Linked DNA regions of Zea mays: regions 1 and 3 are each linked to region 2. Evidence: chromatin contacts called from public Hi-C data. All regions are on one chromosome and are shown on one strand. The core of a region is the stretch at or near the end of the contact, and the rest is flanking DNA. Distances in the headings are between cores, read along the strand shown.

Region 1 (2,700 bases), core at 42-2,541, 180 kb after region 2:
AAGCTACTCTGTCGCTGACAAGGATCGCAAAGAGAGTGGGAGAGCGCGCGATGGCAAAACCACTAGAGGGCAAAACAAACAAACGATCGCACGTTTCAATTAGCCATTCCAGGTACGGTTTTTAGCGCGTCGGGTAACACATTAACCACCCACATGTTGTTGGTTGAGCCAGACCGCACTCGAGTTGGTTGGTTGGTTGAACCGGTTGGGTCTATTTGGACTCAGCTGATCAGCTGTTGGTTTATCACCTAAGGTGATAAATAGATTATATATAAGTAAACCATATATATGATGATGTTTTTTTATCTTTGTTGTCTCTTAATGATTGATATATCGATAGTTGTTATCACGCATTTGGTGCCCTAATTGTGTTTGTATCATAAAGAGATTTTTGTGCTTCAGTGTTCAATCCCCAAATAGGGAACAAAGATGTGTTGGGATAGGGATGTGTTTGTCCCCGTTAAGGCCTTGTTCGATTGCATGAGGATCAAAGGGGATTAAATCTTCTTTTCAATTTTAAATAGCAAGGGATTTAATCCCCTCCAATCCCCTAAATGTACCCCTAACCGAGGTCCTAAACATTGTTCGGTTTGGAGTGGATTAAAGGGGATTGAAGGTAGAAAATTAGTTCATGTTTGGCAATTTTTAATCAAAGAAAGATTTTGAGTTTCGAAAGTAGCCCCTAAGCAGGGGCGAAGCCAGCCTCCACATTCGCTGGTGTCAGCATCATTAAGCACACAATGTTTAAACAATATTTTATACTAGAAATTTTGAAATCCCTTGGTGTCAGCTAACACTGGTGCTAAGCTATAGCTCTGCCCCTAAGCCCTAAGTATATCGAGGCAGGAACGGGGAATCGGTTCGGGTCGGGAATAGAGGGCTAGTTCTCACGTCAGCTCCACCATGTCTCGTTGCCATCTCTAAGCAGAGCATGGATATGAGGAATAGAGGATAAGGCCATGTTTGGGAATAAAGTATTTGAAAACTACAGTTTTGTAATACAATAGTTTTAAAATGCCAATACATACCCACAATTTTTTACCGTAGCATTAAAATCTTTGGTCAGAAGCTATATTTACAAAATTGTGAAAGTACTGCATTTTAGTCAAAACTACAGTTTTGAAAACAGAGTTTTTTTAAAAAAACTACCAAACACTGTATAAGAAAAAAATACTACAGTATCTTCAATACTATAATATTCTATAAAAAAAGAGAAAATACTTCACTGACAAGCAGGGCCGCCGGTGGCCTACGTATTTCTTGTTCTCTACTCGGGAAACAGACAGGACAGGGACGGAGGCCAAACCCAACCCAAAGCCCAAGCCGAAGAGGAAAGGATAGGAGACGGATAGGGTACCCGCGATGAGGCCCGCCGCCGCCAGTACCGGCGGGTTCCATCTCGTGCTCCCCGCGGCGCACAGGCTGCCTCCTAGTCTTCCTAGCATCAGTAGCCGAAGAGGTGTAAGGATACGAGCGGCGGCGGCAGCAGGCGGTGGCGGCGCGCTGCTGGGGCGTCCCATGGAGGACGTGTACAAGGTGCGCGTGGAGCGAGGCGAGGTGGCGCGGGCACGGATGGAGGCGCTGCGGGTCATGGAGACGTGGTCGTCGTGGCGCACGGGTGGCCGGTGCCGGATGCCGTGGGACTGGCAGGTCGACCAGCTCGTGTACATCGTGTCCGGGGAGGTGAAGGTCATCCCCGCCGGCGCTGTCCACGGCGACGACTACATGCACTTCGTGGCCGGGGATCTGGTCAGGTACCCGCGCTGGTTCGAGGCCGACCTCTACTTCGACGGCCCGTACGAGGAGCGCTACCGGTTTCTCGCCTACGGAGACGACAACTAGTTAGTACATCTGCATTTCAAGCAGCTTTGCCTAGACCCTAGAGTATCCATCTACCGGCAATGCATGCGTTGTAATGTTCCTCTGTAATGTATTGGTGTGGCGTAGTCAGGCACCGAAATAAACCAATCATTCCAATGTTTGCGAATTTTATTATATAACTTATTAGTTCCTCCAAACTTCTAAATTGGCTATGATACGCGTGCAAGAGAAATAAACTGTTTCTTAATTCCAACATTATAGCATACTACAAATATTTGAATACTCATGCTTCTTGATACAATTGCTTAGACAGTTTCAGCACTGCCGCCAGCATCAATTTTTTTGCCTGCACCCGCGGAGTTCAGCAACTTAACCAGAATACTATATTTAACAGATACTTTGTGGATGATGGTACTAAAAATAAGTAACATTAACCAGGCATAACAATTCAGGGGAAACGGAGAGAAGATGTTTGACAAGGTGCCAATAGCCACAGGCTACAAAAGGATTAATAATACGAGAGAAACAAAGAAAAAAAATGGAAGACAAAGGATTAAGTTTGTTTATCTCATCAGTTATCGCTCCTATTTCGAAGCATGTCCCAACATCACTATCAGTTGTAATTTGTCCTCTGTCTTCTGGTACCCTGAATCCCTCCTCTTCCACCACCTGAATTCGAGTTCATGTTGCTTCCACCACCTGAGTTTGAGTTCAGGTTGCTTCCACCACCTGAATTCGAGTTCAGGTTGCTTCTTCCTCTTCTCCCAGTCCAGCCACCGTTGGGCCGAAAAGCAGCGCCTGCACTAATGTTAGAACTGCCACCGTTCTGAAGGTAGAAATGACTGGTATCCTCGATCACCATTTCATCAGCGCCTGAGT
Region 2 (2,700 bases), core at 3-2,502:
GCCCTTGATCCGGAATCGAGCGGTCGTGATTAAAACGAACCGTTACCGATTCGTGGGTTCGTCTGATCAGAATCATGCAGTTATGGTTGAATCCAGACTTATGGGGTTACGGCCGATCGGGAGCCATGGATCACGTATCCTGCGGCTCAAATTGCATATCAGTTCAGCATATATAACTTCTAATTTGTGCCATCAGAGTTTGATCGGATGGCCCTAACTCACCTGTACCCCTTCGGCCTGGCAAAATCGCTAAAGAGACCCTGACTTTAATTGAAAATAACCCGCAGTCCACTTTAGTTCAACAGAAAATACGAACAGGTCCTGAAATTTATGAGTTGGACCCCGAACTCTCTGGATTTTGTGTCCGCAGTCCATAGGTTATCCAGAAATAATAAAATAACTCAGAAAAAGATTTTTAGAATAAAAATAATTTCGGAAACTTGTATAATTCATATTTAATTCATTTTAACTCCGAATTGACCCATTTCAGTGGCAATAATTTTGTTTTAATATTGTTCATCATATAGTACCTTTGTTTAGCCATGAAACTTGAATTAAAATTATTCTTTGGATTTATTCTATAATAAGCACTTAATAAGTTTGGAAATTCATAACTCCTCCGTTTTAATTCTGAATTGACTCGTTCTAGTTGCATTAGCTTCGTATAAATATTTACTACGCAGTAGCAACATTGATTATATGTTATCCCATAATTTTATAATTAGGTAACTAATTAGATTAATCTATGTCTATTGGATTAACTTCTTTAATATTAATCTTTACTACTATTAAGACGGTAAGGGGTAGGCTGCCATTCCTGGTTCTGCCATTCCCATACTCATGCACCGTCTTCATTCCCATTCCCAACTGTGTCCCGCGCATGTGACCCGTTTCCGTTTCCCAACTGTGCGCGACCAAATTTTTACCAAAAAAGCTAGCAGCGTGGGTCAAAGCTCACGACCAACCAAGACTACACATGTTATGTGCGCACTAGACCTTATAAACAGGTGTGTGCACAGTTTAGTGAACAATACAGTACTATTTTTAGCTTGCCAATACAAATTACACGCTTCCTGGGAGGCCCATCTGCTTGTGGCCCAGACAAGGCCCATAGTCGACGCTGGTTCTACCTCTAGCCAATCTACACCGTCCATCTATATGCATCAAATAATCACCGTCCGCCTCGTCGCCTCCGCTTCAAGCCTCCTTCGTCCCTCGATCACAACTGCTCCTCTCTCCACTCCCCTCTTCCTCGACAGATCCTCAATCAAGCTTCATCTGTGCCGTCGTCGGCAATGGCTCCGGCCTTCCCACGCCGCCGTCCAACCTCCCCCGACTCTCCTCCTCACACCGCCGCCGCTCCCATGGCCCACCCTCCCTGCTCGCCTCCATGGCCACCTGGAGGCGGATTCGGCCTCCCCGAGTCACCGCCCAACGTCTCGCCGCCCAACCAAAGCGAGAAATCCACTGGGCGAAGCTTCTGCACCTCCCGAACGGGGGAGGGGAGGGGAGCACGCCAGCACTATGTGCCTGCGGGTAGGGTTTCTCCCGGTCCGATGGCGTCCGCCATGTCGTCGAGGTCACGACCCGCCGGCCACTTCGGAGTGTTCCCGGTGAACGCTATGGCCGGCACGGGAGGCAGCGACGGTGGGGTGCAGCTCGCGGACAAGCTCAAGATAATCAAGACTGACAACTTTGACCCCGACGCCTACGTGCAGTCCAAGTGCCGCGCCATGGACGAGAAGGTGAGGAATCCGTCCGCCCTGCGATTTCGCCTCCAGTGTTAGAGGGAGTGCTGCGTCGTCTTTCGCTCGGAAGTGCGACGGGTACGGGTTCTCGACGCGTTTTGAGTAGTTTAGTGCTAATCAGGCTTCATCCGCGTTTTGAGTAGTTTAGTGCCATCCTTGGCTCTGCCTTCCACCACTTCTCACCGGCCCAGATCTTCAATGCCCTCGCTACCACCTATCGCTGCTTTGGCTCTACCCCATTCGTCTTCGAGCTCCTCCTCCTTGCCTACCTCTGCTCCCCCCCCCCCCCCCCCCCCCCCCCCCCCCCCACGACGTCCTCGCTGCGGCCTTCGTCGCCCGCCGCATCCTCGCTGCCGGCGCACGGCTGCTCCCCTCCACTGCGGTGGCTCTTCTTTGTCCACTCCCTTCCGCCACTGCAGCCCTTGACATGTATCATCAAATCTACACGCATCCAAGTCCACGGAGCAATCACCTCCTCCTGCCGACTCTTCACACCTTCAATTCCCTCCTCCTTGCTTTTCACCGTGATGGCAAGTGTGATGAATTCAAGATTGTGCTCCAGGAAATGGACAAATATTCCTGCAAGCACAACGTGTGCACCTACAACATCAGGATGTCTGGGTACTTGAATGGAGAGCATGTGGAGAAAGCACGAACACTATGGGATGAGATGATTCAGGAAGGGGTCCAGCCTGATATAACTGCGTACAACACAATGATTAGTGGGTATTGCTAATCTGGGGAGGTAGGGGTGGCACAGGATATGTTTAAAAATATGTTCATGGGTGGGATTGATTCAAGTGCCACGACGTTCGAATGGTTGGTAGAGGGCATTGTATGGCACGGGATGCTGAGGCAGCAATGCTTGTGCGTGCAGACATGAAAAGGAAGGGGTTTGTGTTGGCGCCAGAGGTTGTTGAGGAATTGCTGGATGGATTATGTAAAAATGGGA
Region 3 (2,700 bases), core at 84-2,583, 190 kb before region 2:
ATTAGCGATCGTCCATCAATCATGTAGGACCAACTAAGTAGTTGTTTGGTTCTTTTAGCTAAAGTTATTTATTATGTGTCACATCAAATATTTGAGTATCAATTACGAGTATTAATTATAGTTTAATTATAAAACTAATTATAGAGACAAAGATTAAACGAACATAAGAATTTATTAAGGCTATTTAATCTATGATTAACAAATGTTTAATATAACATCACTTATCAAATCATAGACTAATTAGAATTAATAGGTTTGTCTTATCGTTTAGTCTTAGGCAATGTTTGAACGTCTTGAGGTAATAGTTAGCTGCTAAAATTACTTGTAGAGGTTCCAAACATCCTCAACTAATACCTTAACTAATTGTTAGTTATCTCACAGCTAACAATTAGTTCATTAATATATTAACTGGCTAATTATTAGCTCTATAGGTTTCAGACATGTCCTTAATCTATATAATTAGCTTTATAATTAGAACTAGTCTAATCCCCGTGCGTTGCGATGGTACCCAACCATATTTGATGATATTGATTGATGACTAAGTGACACTTGAGAGTCTTAATGGACCATCCACATAAAAATAACATAATAAATATATTTAATGTCAAAGTGAACATATTGTTCATATACTATATATTGAACTGGTAAGACATAGAAAAGCACAAGTACCCTAACAAGATCATTCTTGAAATACCAAATACAACAAGTTTATCCTCTAATGCTTAACATGCTCATTGAAAATACATACTTGCTCTTGTCTTTAGAGTATCATATCAAACAATAAAAATATTCCGTTTTTATAGAGCCTTATACTCATTTCCAATTGCATAGTTTGTTTCACTTAAAATTCAATGCGCTACGACGAAAAAAGCGAGCGGAGATGTTGCAAAATGGACAGGGTTTGTTGCTAGAGCGACAACTACGAGAATGATGCTGTGCGAACAAATAGGATATAGATGAGATATGATCTGGGACCGCGAGTTAATTTTGAAGAAATACAAGAGATTATTTATAAAAAGATGAATACAATGGATTCTTTATAAAAATATGGCGTGACATGATCGTTGAAACTGATGCTTTAATATAGTAGAGATAGATATATTAATATTATAATTAGAATATTAAATTTATTTAATAATTCAAATTAATAACCAAACATCAGAGCATCAACTAAAGTTATCCATGTTGACCATGTATCCATGCAGGGCAACTGGGCAACTAACGCGAAAGTTGCCAATTTGGCAAGCAGAAATTAGGCCGGCGGTGCGCGCGCACGCTTTGCGAACACAGACAGGACGGTCCAGATCGCTCGATGCGGCATCGCATCGCATCCAGTGGACCTCGCCGCTCTGGGGTCCAGGCAGGTGAGGCCAGCGCGAATCCGCCGTCCTGGTTTCCACGGCCGCACCGCACCCTACCTCTCGTCGTCTTGCCGCCGATCCTTTTTCCGAAACCTAGCTCGCCCGCCCGACCTCCGACCTTCTAGAACCTTGCCTCCGAGGTGCCGCCCTCCCCGCCCCGCCTGCGCCGCTTGCTCATCGCTTCTCTCCCCGCGGCGGCCTCCCAGATCCGGTTGGATCGAGGGGCAAGGTCAAGAGATGGGGCAGGCCTTCCGAAAGCTGTTTGATGCCTTCTTCGGCAACAAGGAGATGCGGGTACGCTGTCTCCTTCCTTCCTGTTTCCCCTCGCTCCCTTCCCATCTCGACAGGATACTGCAATGAATCGGGCTCCTCGATAAACCGATCCGTTCACAAATCACAAGGGCGGTGGTGGCTGGTGGCCTTGTCGCACTCCTATCTCCATTTCTCTTGGCATTGATTTCAGTTACTACTGAATGGTTAGAGTCATGTGATCCGTCAACAATCTGCCAGCACTGTTTTGGCTACCAATCACTAACATCCAAGAGCAGGGAAATAATGAGTCATGATGCTAGCCAGACATACAGCTATAGTGCCCTGTGGTAACCTTACCTGTTTCAGACGGTTATAGATTTGATTTCTTGTAATCTACTAGTAGTGGATCATTTATAACGACAACAATCTCTGCATCGTGCTGCCAGTCATCCAAAGAGAGTTAAATAATGTGTTACCAACCACAGCGTGCTGGATCTTTCATACACAAGATCAAATTGTACCTGGGTAAAATGATATATTGATGTATTATTACTTCACTCATTTTCTGGACTAGGTGTTGCCATAGTGTGTACAGCATGATGCCAATTCAAGTGCAGGGCAGGCTGTGTTCCAATCATGTCTCATGTCTTCTTAACGATGATTTTTGGTTGTCCTTACATGTTTAGTCTTCTTTTTTTATATCATCGGAGATTAGAACCAGTATCCGTTTTAAGCTGAACATGCCTCTAATAGATTGGCCTCTTATTTTTTTCCTCAGGTGGTGATGCTTGGGTTGGATGCAGCTGGGAAAACCACCATACTCTATAAGCTTCACATTGGTGAAGTTCTCTCCACTGTCCCTACCATAGGTCCGATTGTACCACCTATCTGCTTGTGCATTTCATAACTTTTGGTTTCAACCATTGCTAATTACAGTTGTCCAACTCTGCACCTGCCATGCAATTGATTCGTCCGTTCATATGTTTAGTGACAGCATGCACTTTATCACATTGTAGGTTTCAATGTTGAGAAGGTTCAATACAAGAATGTAGTGTTCACCGTGTGGGATGTTGGTGGCCAGGAGAAG

What was found. Hi-C and Micro-C count contacts between places; a contact is called where the count stands out from the background.
Region 1: a contact with region 2 is called in a Hi-C map of ear, with 2.5 times the contacts expected there. The contact joins the promoter of LOC100277516 here to the promoter of LOC100217101 in region 2. A contact is called at or near these places in 3 of 25 Hi-C or Micro-C datasets (ear, leaf and tassel).
Region 3: a Hi-C map of ear shows a contact between it and region 2, with 3 times the contacts expected there. The contact joins the promoter of LOC100192068 here to the promoter of LOC100217101 in region 2. A contact is called at or near these places in 3 of 25 Hi-C or Micro-C datasets (ear, endosperm and tassel).

What each region holds. Positions count from the first base shown.
Region 1 is chr1:108,128,620-108,131,319 of Zm-B73-REFERENCE-NAM-5.0, reverse strand. It overlaps LOC100277516 (plastid transcriptionally active 18), which reads left to right and starts at 1,291. Exons shown (of 1, transcript NM_001151050.1): 1 at 1,291-2,072. The coding sequence starts at 1,363. The coding sequence ends at 1,842. LOC100191396 (putative RING/U-box superfamily protein) reads right to left here. Exons shown (of 1, transcript NM_001136830.1): 1 at 2,232-2,700. The coding sequence ends at 2,435.
Region 2 is chr1:108,304,640-108,307,339 of Zm-B73-REFERENCE-NAM-5.0, reverse strand. LOC100217101 reads left to right here and starts at 1,252. Exons shown (of 6, transcript NM_001366113.1): 1 at 1,252-1,745. The coding sequence starts at 1,296.
Region 3 is chr1:108,493,424-108,496,123 of Zm-B73-REFERENCE-NAM-5.0, reverse strand. It overlaps LOC100192068, which reads left to right and starts at 1,333. Exons shown (of 6, transcript NM_001294310.1): 1 at 1,333-1,655; 2 at 2,392-2,482; 3 at 2,630-2,700. The coding sequence starts at 1,599.